Linked DNA regions of Mus musculus: regions 2 and 3 are each linked to region 1. Evidence: chromatin contacts called from public promoter capture Hi-C data. All regions are on one chromosome and are shown on one strand. The core of a region is the stretch at or near the end of the contact, and the rest is flanking DNA. Distances in the headings are between cores, read along the strand shown. Region 1 holds the start of Cdk14 (cyclin-dependent kinase 14). Region 2 holds the start of Cfap69 (cilia and flagella associated protein 69). Region 3 overlaps Cdk14 (cyclin-dependent kinase 14).

Region 1 (4,096 bases), core at 875-3,374:
AGGCTATCACACCCATGCACGTGCAGGTACATGCACAGCACATGTACACAAAGGCTATCACACCCATGCACGTGCAGGTACACGCACAGCACATGTACACAAAGGCTATCACACCCATGCACGTGTAGGTACACATACACAGCACATGTACACAAAGGCTATCACACCCATGCACGTGCAGGTACACGCACAGCACATGTACACAAAGGCTATCACACCCATGCACGTGTAGGTACACATACACAGCACATGTACACAAAGGCTATCACACCCATGCACGTGCAGGTACACGCACAGCACATGTACACAAAGGCTATCACACCCATGCACGTGCAGGTACACGCACAGCACACGTACACAAAGCATGCCGGCTGCAAACACTCACTACTGAGCCACGACACTGGGCCTGTGTCTCTCTGTACTCAGATCAGACATTTCTAAAGGAGACAGCAGTACAGCTGCAGATACATAGCGCTCTAAGGTTTTATCATTAGCTATTTTTTCAACTTTGTTGACTGGAAGAAGGCATCAGTGTTTGGATCTCTCTCCGTCTCTTTTTTCTCTTTGTCTCTATCTCTCTGTGTCTCTGTGTCTCACTCTGTCTCTGTTTCTCTCTCTGTGAGTTCAGTTGTAACTGCTAATTTTCTAATTAGTCTGACCAAGTGGTAAATGTCAATAAAACTTTTTTTCCTGCATGAAGCCACAGTTGGTGCTTTCTGTAATTACTGAGATATGGCTGTCAGGACCCAACATCCCTGCGTTTAAACTCTCTTGACTTTGCTATGGATTCCTGGCTCTCTCCTGTTAGGGGCTTGGCTTGACTAGCTAGCAGCTTTTTATCAGTGGCAATCTACCAAAACCCTGTAATGTGCTCAGCACAGGGCAGAACAAATCAGTGTTCTACCTCACAATTTAAGGAAGGCAGGGGGCTAGTTTTTGTTTTAAGATAAACATCTTTCGACAAAACACAAACTCCCCAAAACTTCCTTTAAACTAAACAGCATTGTCACACCCACAAAAGCTCCTATTACTTACCCAGCCAGATGACTCAAGATCACTAACGTTTCTTTCATAAGGACTTTGCTGGCCCATAATCAGTACACCAGGCCAACCCCCATCTTCCTTCACCCTCCCCTGGGAGACTGACGTTTGGAGCACCTCATTTATTAGAAAAAAAAAAAGACTGTTTTCTGCCGGAACTGTTTGTCCCGGGGCTTTTTAAAAAAGCCACTCTTAAGATCCTTTTCAAGTTCATTCACTGAAGTGGGGAAAGGAGGTGACAATAGGTTGTAAGTTTACCGATGACCAGAGTATCCTGCTGAGGAGTCACCCACAGTGACATTCCTGTCACCCAGAGACAGGGCTGAGGCAAAACGCAGGTGCCCTGACTTCTAGAAGTTCCGGGGTGGGGAGCATTTTCAGCTTTTGCACTGTACCCCAATAAAATGGGGCCTCTCCTGCCCTTTGGAGCACCCACTTTCCCTGCAAATTAAAACCAACCACCCCACGCCATAAAGTCTATCCTAAACCCGAATGCGTCCCCAAGGTCTTCGAGCACCTCGTCGGACACTCCCCAACATTTCCGGGTCGTGGGCCAACACGGACCGCACCGGGTGGACTGGCCCGCCTGCGGGCTGCGGTCCCGGAGCGCGCGGAAGGAGCGCGGCCGCGGCGGGCGGAGCGCGGGCGGCCGGGAGGGGGCGCCGCCCGGGCGCGGCGGGTCCGGGAGGGCGGCGGAGGCCTGGGAGTCGGAGTCGGATTCGGAGCCGGAGCGCGGCGCGGGGTCGCGCGGGGGTCCCGGGCGCCAGGCCTCCGGCGAGGGCAGTCGCAGGTCTCCGTGCAGCGCCGCCCCTCGGGCTGGGGAACTTGTCCCGCTCGCCCGGTCCGCAGCCGCCTGCGCCTCCTCGTCCGCGGACCCCCATCTCCGGCCGCGGCCGCGCGGCTCTTGCTTACAAAGGAGGGAAAATGCGGCGGGCGGCCGCGCAGCGCGGGGGCCCCCGGGCGGCGGGGATGGCGGCAGCCCCCGGCACCACGTAAGACGCCCCCGCGCGCCCAGCCTCGGCCCAGGCCCGAGCCCCGCAGCCTGGCGAGCGCTGCGCGTCGCCCGCGGCCCGCGAGGAGGCGGAGGCGGAGGAGCAGGACGAGGCGCCGCCTTCCCCGCGCCGCGCGCCCTCGCCCGCCGTTGTCTGCGCTGCGCTGCGCTGCGCTGGACCAGTTTCGCGAAGTTGCCGGGGCCCTACGCCGCCCAGATGTGCGACCTCATTGAACCGCAGCCGGCCGAGAAGATCGGCAAGATGAAGAAGTTGAGGAGAACTTTGTCCGAGAGTTTCAGCCGCATCGGTGAGTGTAGTCGACTGTCCCCAGTGTCCTGCGGGCGATCCCGGGGCTCGCTCCCTCAGTCCCCGCGCCCACTCCGTGCTCCGGGCACCAACCAGGCGGCTGCCACCTCGGGGTGAGCTGCGAACCAGGGATGAAGGAGAGGACTCCAGGCTAGGGCAGGGACCAGCTGGAGGGCCATCCCTCTGCCCCCAGGACCTGGGCTTCGTTCGTGGACTGTCTTAAGCCTCCAATTTGAGTTCCTCCTCCCCGCCAATAGTATCTTTGGCGCCCGCAGTGAACCGGAGAGGGAACACCCGGTCCCCACCGCCATCGGGTTTCTGTGGCCACCTAGGTTACTTAAAGCGAGTTGGTTTTAAGTGCTTAGCCAATAATTTAGCTTTGGGAATTGTTGAAACGTTGACATGTGCCTGATGTTGTTTAATGTACTCAACCTAGAGGAAGTGGGACAGATACCTTGGGACCTTTTGTTCCGTACTCCGGGTCCTATAATTGGAGGTTTGGGTGTTCGGTTTGTAGGTCTTGAAACCTTCCAGCTGCTGTGGTGAAGGGTGAGCTGTGAAGTTGTGGAGACATTTATGAATATGTCTCCTGAACTTGCTCCATTAGTGCAGTCCAGAGGCTATTGTCTTCTTTAAAAAAAAAATCAACCAACTTAACAGAGCATAAACACACAGCATTAACAAAACAAAACAAAACAAAACGCTCAAGGAATGTTTAGGATACTTAATGAATACATGCTATAGGCTGCAGCAAGATGACAGCTGTGTCCGGTGGAATGGGTTTGTTGAATCTTGAGTGTTGGTGGCAGAAAGTGCCTGTAAACCTGGAGGCATAGCTGCTACCTAAACTTTGGTCCTTAACTTTCTTTGATACAGGTAACTGTGCAAAGCAAGGGAATCCTATAAGCCCCAAGCCAACACATGGGAGTGTCCCAGCATACCTTCTGGCCTTTGGCTCACCTGTTATGTTAGTGAAAGTTAATTAATTAATCATAAGCTAATTCCTTAAAGCCCTGATGTGCCAGTGAGTGTCTGCAGTCTGAAGACAGTTTGCATGTATGGACAATGAACTATGAAAACATGGATAAATATTTAGTCAAGCTTATTATTATTATTATTATTATTATTATTATTATCAATTTTGTTTGACACTTTGCTTTTCCTGAGAACACTGTAAATCATGTGCAGAAGTCATATTAGTCGTGCCTTTACTTATTACATGCGTTGAATGTACACAGACTCATTTTTCTGAGTTAGGCCTGTGAGTGTGGAGTCCTACATTCAAGTGAAGTTTGAAGCCAAGAGGAGTGTGAGAGTGAGGTGTGGAGTCTGTGCATTATTAACAAGGATGTTTCAGGGCTGGACCCAAAACACCACCCAGGCGGGTTCTGGAGTCCATTAGGGCCTGTTCTAAAGCACATTAGCTAGATAGTTACTAATGCTAATGATTCCGTTGGAGCCCCTCCAGTTTTGTGTTAAATAATTCATTGCAGTTGAGTCTCAGTAAGAAACCAAGGGTAATAATATAAAAATCCTGTATGTTTAAATAATTTTAGGGTTTGATGGCCAATCAGTACTGTTTGGATTAACTGCAGTGTTGGCAGTAGATATTATAGTTAATTGGGCTTCCTGGATTCCTCGGCTTTAGTCGTGTGAGAGCTCCCTTCTGAGTCTAACGCTCCTCACCAATGCCTGGTATGATTATGTGGCCTTTATGTCCATTCTCTAGGAAACAGTACAGCTCAGTAAAGAAAGCT
Region 2 (3,627 bases), core at 227-2,726, 280 kb before region 1:
TCCATTTGCAAATAGAGGAAGCCCCAGCCAGTTCCTTTTTCTTTTGAGATGGCTAACTTTGGTAAAACTGTTCCAAAACAATAATAACAAAAAACTACACATCATGAGCTTCTTAGTTTTTATATGTACACTTGTTAAAATGGGCATTATTCACACCAGGAGGTGCAAAGTTCTGCATTCCTGACGAGCCCCTAATGGCCACACAGTTAGGAAACCCATGAAAACCACTTTGAGTAGCAAGGATCTAAAATGCTTAATCTAGATAATTTACAAAATTCTTTCATTTTACCTTAAATCAAAATCTAGCCCTTGACATTTTCATGAACACTTATTGAACACCTTCTATGATATTGACTAGAAGGACCAAGAGTATGGCCTTCAGACCAACTACATCAGCATCACATGGGAACTCACTATAAAGGCAAACTGGAACCAGACAAGGTATTCACAAACATGCCTACCTACATCTCCAGCATGTCACAGGCTGGGGACACACAGCCACACCTTCACTCAGCAAGTAAGCAAATTAGTGGCTATGTACAAATTTTTAATTGCCTTAGTCTCAGTAGCATAACATGGTTGGGCTATTTCGTCAATAAATTCCACTAACTATACAGTGAGCACCAAAAAACAAAACAAAATAAAAGACAAAAAAAAAAGAGCATGCCACTAAGCGTGACATCTAAAACAACAGAAAAAATACAGGCTTCCTGGGAAAGATCAGGCCAGACTGTTTCATAGAGTGTAAGCCTTCTGAAGATGGTAGCATGAAGTTTGTACTCTATGAAGAGATCACAAGGCGACTGAGTATGAAGTGCGTGAGACTTCTGTCCCTCTTGCTTCTCAACCTACTAATGAATAAAATAAATGCTATCGTAGAAAAACAATTACAAAACTGGACTGTTGATTTGCCAGGTTGGAGAACACATCCTGTGAAGAATGTCAGTGTCTTTCTCTGGTTGCAAAAACGAGAACTTTCCATCCCAGGCCATACTAGACACCCAACCACTCTACTGCTCGAAAGATTTTCAAAAGTCTGTACTATGCCTTATTTGTTTGTCTAACTGTTCAATTAGGCCAGTACAAAAGTACAACATATATATATATTTGTGTGTGTGTATATATACATATATATATATATATATATATATATGTATATATACACACACACACCTGGGAAATTAAGCTACACTGACTGGTCCTATCTCTGCAGAAAGGGTAAAGTGCTCAGATTTCAAGATTATGCCAATCACATCCCTCAGAATGCATCTTACCTCCAGCTCATACTCCTCCGCCCCACACAGGCACTTATTAAGCAAGGGCCATTGCTACAAGACTGAAACACTAAGTGCATACCGCGATCTCAGTCACTGGTCTCCTTTGTCTCCCGCGCCGCACACCAGCAGACCCTCTTTTGGTGAAGTTTGGCTCTCCCAGCTTCCGTAAGCCCCGCCCCTAGCAACGCCCGGGCTTGTGTTAGCAACTGGAGCGCGCTGGGTGCCTTGGTCCTCCTGTGGGCACTAACAGCAGTTGGATGTCCGCTATGTTGCTGCGGCGGGGGTTACGACAGAACTTTCGGGGTCTTTCTCCTCCCTAGCTCAGCAGCGTGTTTTCTGCCAGGGCTCGTGGGTCCGTGGCTGCGGACGCACCTAAGACCTCAGGCTCCCACCCCGAACCATGTCCACCGCGGAGGCCTCGGCCACCACGGCCGACGCCGCCGAGGCGGGCGGCAGGACGAAGACCGGCAGTCCCCGCACAATCCCGGTGTTTGGGGTGGCGATCCCGGATGGGGAGATGCAGGTACGGCCGGGCTGTGCAGCAGGAGCGGAGAAGGGCATAAGGCTCCAGGGCAACCCAGTGGAATGAAGACCAGAATGAGATTTGGGAACCTGTGGGATGGAGATAATGATAGCCCAGCTGATCCCTGGAGGCTAGTGAAGAGGGGACTGGATGTCGTCAACCAATCTGTCTGGGGACTCTAGCTGCGTGGTTCTCATAAAGGGCGCGGGGGGGGGGGGCGAGGGGGGGAGCGCTCTTTCAAGTGTGGCCACGACAGGAACTGACATTGATTTGATAACTAGATCACTGTGGTGGGTTTTTGGTCTATTGATCCGTTATAAAGTGGCGTTCCCTGGGTTTCTTTCCTGCTAAATTGCCTGCTTCTGAAGCTTGCACTCACAGGTAGGGCAGATGCTGTTTGGAGAGCTGGGCACAATTTTCTTTGTTGTGTTTATACTTGTTTTCGGGTTTGCTATTGTTATAAATGTAAAGATTATTAAAATTGGGTTGAGGAACCTCTCTGCATTGCCCCCACACTAATGGTGTGGGGGGCCACTATGGGAATTCCTGTTGAGACGTCACAACTCCCAGACTGCGTCAGGAACTCTGTCTCCTGTGGCCACATCCTGGAGCCTTGGAGAGTTACTTGGGAGCAGTCAGTTGGCTGGGACTACTTCTGTGGGAACTGGGTGGAGCTCTCTGAGGGCTCTCACACATGTACGCCAACAGCCCTCAGAGTAACTACTTTTACATAAAGAGGGGATGCCAGGGGAATTTCCCTAATCAGTTTTGTGGAGGTATTCCTGTACAAGATCGGAGACGTGTGAGTGATCACCGCTTTCCACTCTCTGGGCTACAAGGAAGCTAGGCATTGCCACTATATAGGTGAGTTTGACTCTCATTTTTCTTTGGGCAAAGATTACATGACACAGACAAACGAGTTTAAAGACGTTCAATGGGTCATTGCAAAAGAAAAAAGAAGTTCGTGACATAGGAAGTAACATAGCTAGAAGTGTCTTGTGTTCATTCCTGCCTCTCCTTCTATGAGTATTCATATTGTTAGAAAGTACTGAGAGAATCAAAAGGCAATTTCTTCCTAAAGAAATGGAATAGAAAACAATTCAGAATTAGGAGAAATCTTGGTGCTCTCTCATTCCTCTTGGGTGTATTGCTTGCAGTTGCCTTTACAAATAAAGTGTCTTTAAGTCCACCAGGAACTAACTGTAGCCACCCAGTTCCTTTACTCACTGTGGGGCCTAGTGTTCCTAGTAATACTTAAGACGATAACCTTTAGTCCTCTGTTCAAGTCAGCAGAGAGACCTTTGGACGCTTCAAAATTCAAAGCATTCCACTTTTGCCTGTATGCAAGAAACAGCTAAACCATTCCACCAGCTATGAAATCAAAGACATGTGGAGATAATAATGAAGATTAAGATGGAGATTCTGATAGTACTGATGTTCATTGTGTTCAGCTTAGTGAAGGCCTGGAGACTGCTCAGTGGGTATGGGTGCTAGATAGCCTGACTTCCATACCCCAGAATCCACCCACGTGTTCAAAGGGGATAACTGACTCCTCAGTATGTTCTCTCGCCTCCACACCCACCTCCCTATACAAAGTAAATATAAGCCTAAACACCTTTTAAAAATGTCAGTTGTAAAGACTGTGTACAGCTTAAACCAAATGCACATAGAAGGAGTATATAGTGCCACATATACCAAGATACTCAGTTTTGCCATCATTCTTTATTCATGGAGGCATCTAAAGCTTGGGATATTTATTTGTCATTAAAACTCATGGAGTGCTGGGTGGTGGTAGCAGCGCATGCCTTTAATCCCAGCACTTGGGAG
Region 3 (3,574 bases), core at 850-3,349, 390 kb after region 1:
GTCAGCGTTTTACTGTAATTCTTAGGAGCTCCGATAGAAAGCCCATGCGTGTCCTTGCTCTCATCCCAGGCAGTCAGGCCCTGAAGAGCGTACATTTGAGGGTAGTATCTGTGCTGATTTCCAGAGGTGCAGTGAGCATTATTTCAGCTTGTTTTCTTTTTTTTTCCCCACATATTTCAGTCATGGATGGTTTTCTTACTCATTTCATATAAACCTTCAAATTTTGTTTTAGAAGCTATGTGTCAATCCAGTTTGTGTGGGTATATTAGTCAGGGCTCTCTAGAGTCACAGAACTTAATGGAAAGTCTCTGTAGATTAAATTAAATTACTGGAATGCCTTGCAGCCTATAGTCCAACTAACCCAACAATGGGCAGCTGTGAATGGGAAGTCCAAGAATTGAGTAGTTGCTCAATCCTAGGAGGCAGAGTGTTTCAACGGGTCTTCTGTATAAGCTGGAATCCTGAACAAGTAGATTCCAAAAGATGTGCTGTAAGTGCAGGCAGGCAGAAAAGAACGAGGCCTTCCTTCTTCCATAGTCCTTCTAGCGGAAGGTGTGGCTCAGATGAAAGGTGTGTGTCACCAAGCCTGGACTTGGAACTTGCACTGTCCCAGGCTAGCCTTGAGCTCAGGATGACTTGCCTTTGTCTTCTGGGATTAAAGGCATGTACCACCCTTCCTGGTCCCAAGGTTTTCATGGCTACTATGTCTCAATATACACATCAAAAGTCTGTGTTTTCCAGCCCCAAGATATGAATCACAGGTATGCCCTCCATTTCTGGATTGTATTTCATTCCAGATATAGTCAGGTTGGCAACCAGGAATAGCCGTCACAGTGGTTGAGTAAGTATCCCTATAACTCCTGAAGATGTAGGTTCTCCAATACCTCACTCTCATGAAAGAACAAGCCCACTGGGTCAGCCCTTATGTCATGCCCAGAGCTTTCTAAACTAACATTTTCTTTGCAGAAATGGTCCAGGACTGGTTGGTGCATCCCCAACATTTACATACTTCTCAGATAATTCTCTAAAAGCATTGGGCTGGTTTGCACTTCCCATCAGCATACTCTTTCCTAGTGTTGCTGGTTTGTGATTCAGTATTCTTACCCAGCCCAGTTTCTTTTCCAACATGCAGTGCACCCACTTCTGCAGAAGCCTGCTTATGTCTCAGATAATTTGCCAGTGTAGCATGCTTCCTTGGAGAACAGTGTTCAACCCAGACCTTCCTGGGGCTTCCTTCCTCACACACTGTGCTCCAGTGAAATGTGAGCTACGTACTGAATTAACCAGGGCCAGTCTTCTTCAGCCTGTGGCATAGAACACTAAGTTCTGATAGGCATTTTCTAAACACTCAGAGCACTGCTAGACACATTTATAAAATGTATAACAACCAGATAACTGTTACCAGTAATTGGCAGTCAAACAAATCCGCCTCAGCTCCAACCACCCACCACAGGAGCAGAATAAATGTTATTTTTCCCTTTTTTCCTCCCAGATGAATAGAAGCCTCAGATTCATTTCAGCTGTACAGAATGAAAAAGCCTTCAAGCTACCACCTGTCAATAATCCCTTTTTAAAAATTCTATAAAGACAATATAGCCCCAATAAAGATAGTCTGGGAGAACAGGAGAGAGAAAAATAAAACTCCTGACAACTTCTTTATTTTCATTTTTATATGTTTTTTTTTTCCTAAGTTTTAGCCATCTGTCATCTGTGGTTGATGTCTTTTCATGAATACAGTTTTACATTCTGATTTGTGTATTTCAAACATTTAATTTTGTTAGACATCCCATCTAATGGTTTCAGCCAGTGAGTCTGGGAGTGATGGATGGGTCTTTTCCTCAAAAGACCTGCACTTCTTGAGATGGACTGTCAGTAGATATATATATATATGAGCACTCATTCTAGTCACAGCATAGCCTTACAGGGCACTGGCAACATGAGAAAGGCTAAGGAGAAGGCCAGAACACTGGAACTTTGCACTATTAGCCACTACTGGTGGTCCTTTTTCTCAGGAGGTTGCAGTCTGGCACTTTACAGAGCTCTGTTGACTAGAGGTGTAGCCAGCAAAGGGCCTGACACTGAGAGGCTGCTGTGAGACTGGGATCCTCAGAATAATTGAGGGTGAGAAAAACGTGGGCCAGTGCGGGACTTGGACACAGAGCCCTGTGTACTCACGGCAGCTTTTGAGCTAAGTCTGGAATAAAGGCCACGTGAATTCAGCCTGCATTGAGGTTAGTGTTTGTTTCTCAAGTATTTGTTAGCAATCTTGCATGCTCTCCTCCCCCATTCTCTCCCTCTCTCCCACCCTTCTTTCTTCCTTTACTGACGCATTTTGTCTCTGAGATGCCTACTTGACAAATGTACACCACCCCCCCCCCAAGTCAAAGGTTATGGGTATTAGATTTTGCCATAGTGAACAGAGATGACTTACAGATATAAAAGCCCCTTCCGTTATTATTTTTTCATTTGTTTTCTCCTTCCGATTTCACAGAGGACTTGAATGTTTTCTAGGTGAAACAGGGAGGACATTCAGTTTGCTAAAGTGTACGAAACACTTCTTGAACAAGCATGCAGAGTTAATGTATGCCAACATTTTCTCCATTTTAGAGCTGTGACCTCTTTTTGCAAATTTTAATTGCTTTATTGAAATATAATTGTCAATTGTAAACTAAATGGTATAGCCTGTCATAGAGTTACCCTGTCTCAATGGCTATATATGTGAGATATATATTGATATTCAAGATTGTGTGTGTGTGTGTTTGTGTGTATCCAGAAAACCGTCCTGATATTCGAGACTATATTTAACCTCCCGAAATTTCATGTGTTCATTCTATATCCTTTCTTCCTTGATAAGTTATTTCTCCACTGCTGATGTTGAAAAGAGCCCCCTCAAGCCAGAGTAGATTATATTAAAGGCAGGCTCATTGGGAAACTGCTCTAGGGAAAGTTCACTGGCCCCAAGGATTGAGGGCAAGGAAGTCTACATGGGGTGGGGCAGAGGGAGATGAAAAGAAAGGGCCCAAGTGCAGAGAAAGAAGAGAGAGACAGAGACAGAGAGACAGAGACAAAGACAGAAATAGACAGAGAGACAGAGGGAGGAAACCAAAATATCTGGATTTAATAGGGATGAGCCTCTGAAGGAAGGGCAGCCCAGCCCCTGGGCTGCAAAGTTCAGGGTTAGGGGCAGGGCCATGTAGGGACTGAGGGTGATGCTGGGAGAACCTGGAGGCCAGGTCTGCTTTGATGTGTGAAACATGCACTTCAGCCCCTTGCCCAGGGTCTGAAACCAAACCTCCCAAGCTTTTGTTGCTTATAAATGAGTAAGGGGCTCAATAATCATCATGACTACGTCCTCCTGGCATCCGGGTCAGGTTTGGGGGTGTGGGCAGAAAGCTGGATGGAATGCGGCCCAGTCTGGGAAGAGCTGTTGTTTCGCTGCTGTCCAGGATGTGGGGCCATATAGGGTTGCAGGCACAGTTGAAGCAGTTTGTGAGGCTGGGCTGAAGCACCTGTGTGTGGGTAACTGTTTTGGAGTTGTCATAGATGGAGATTCTGAGAGAAAACCTGGATGTTA

What was found. Promoter capture Hi-C pulls out the DNA fragments that hold promoters and counts their contacts.
Region 2: a promoter capture Hi-C map of hippocampal neurons shows a contact between it and region 1, with 2.2 times the contacts expected there. The contact joins the promoter of Cfap69 here to the promoter of Cdk14 in region 1. A contact is called at or near these places in 4 of 39 promoter capture datasets (the 3T3-L1 cell line, hippocampal neurons, pre-B cells and 1 more) and 1 of 115 datasets of contacts at active chromatin or transcription factors (pancreatic cancer cells).
Region 3: a contact with region 1 is called in a promoter capture Hi-C map of hippocampal neurons, with 4 times the contacts expected there. The contact joins the enhancer-like site here to the promoter of Cdk14 in region 1. A contact is called at or near these places in 11 of 39 promoter capture datasets (the 3T3-L1 cell line, 3T3-L1-derived adipocytes, cranial neural crest and 6 more), 8 of 484 Hi-C or Micro-C datasets (the 3T3-L1 cell line, centroblasts, embryonic fibroblasts and 4 more), 13 of 115 datasets of contacts at active chromatin or transcription factors (the NIH/3T3 cell line, a beta-TC-6 cell line, bone marrow-derived macrophages and 9 more) and 4 of 9 other capture datasets (adipose tissue, embryonic stem cells, liver and 1 more).

The regions. Positions count from the first base shown.
Region 1 is chr5:5,378,279-5,382,374 of GRCm38.p6, reverse strand. It overlaps Cdk14 (cyclin-dependent kinase 14), which reads left to right and starts at 2,124. Exons shown (of 15, transcript NM_011074.3): 1 at 2,124-2,340. The coding sequence starts at 2,250.
Region 2 is chr5:5,662,081-5,665,707 of GRCm38.p6, reverse strand. It overlaps Cfap69 (cilia and flagella associated protein 69), which reads left to right and starts at 1,476. Exons shown (of 23, transcript NM_172447.2): 1 at 1,476-1,800. The coding sequence starts at 1,678. Steap2 (six transmembrane epithelial antigen of prostate 2) reads left to right here. Exons shown (of 6, transcript NM_001103156.2): 6 at 1-879. It overlaps Gm40262 (a long non-coding RNA gene), which reads right to left and starts at 1,331. Exons shown (of 3, transcript XR_868231.3): 1 at 1,275-1,331.
Region 3 is chr5:4,988,991-4,992,564 of GRCm38.p6, reverse strand. All of the region lies in intron 10 of Cdk14 (cyclin-dependent kinase 14), which reads left to right. Among named protein-coding and RNA genes, the nearest start is that of Fzd1, 230 kb to the right of the region's middle. Within about 2 kb of position 2,099, at least 18 of the 459 cell types and tissues checked have an H3K27ac peak or open chromatin away from gene starts, as enhancers often do. A contact at or near this core is called in forebrain and hippocampal neurons, where this site is marked.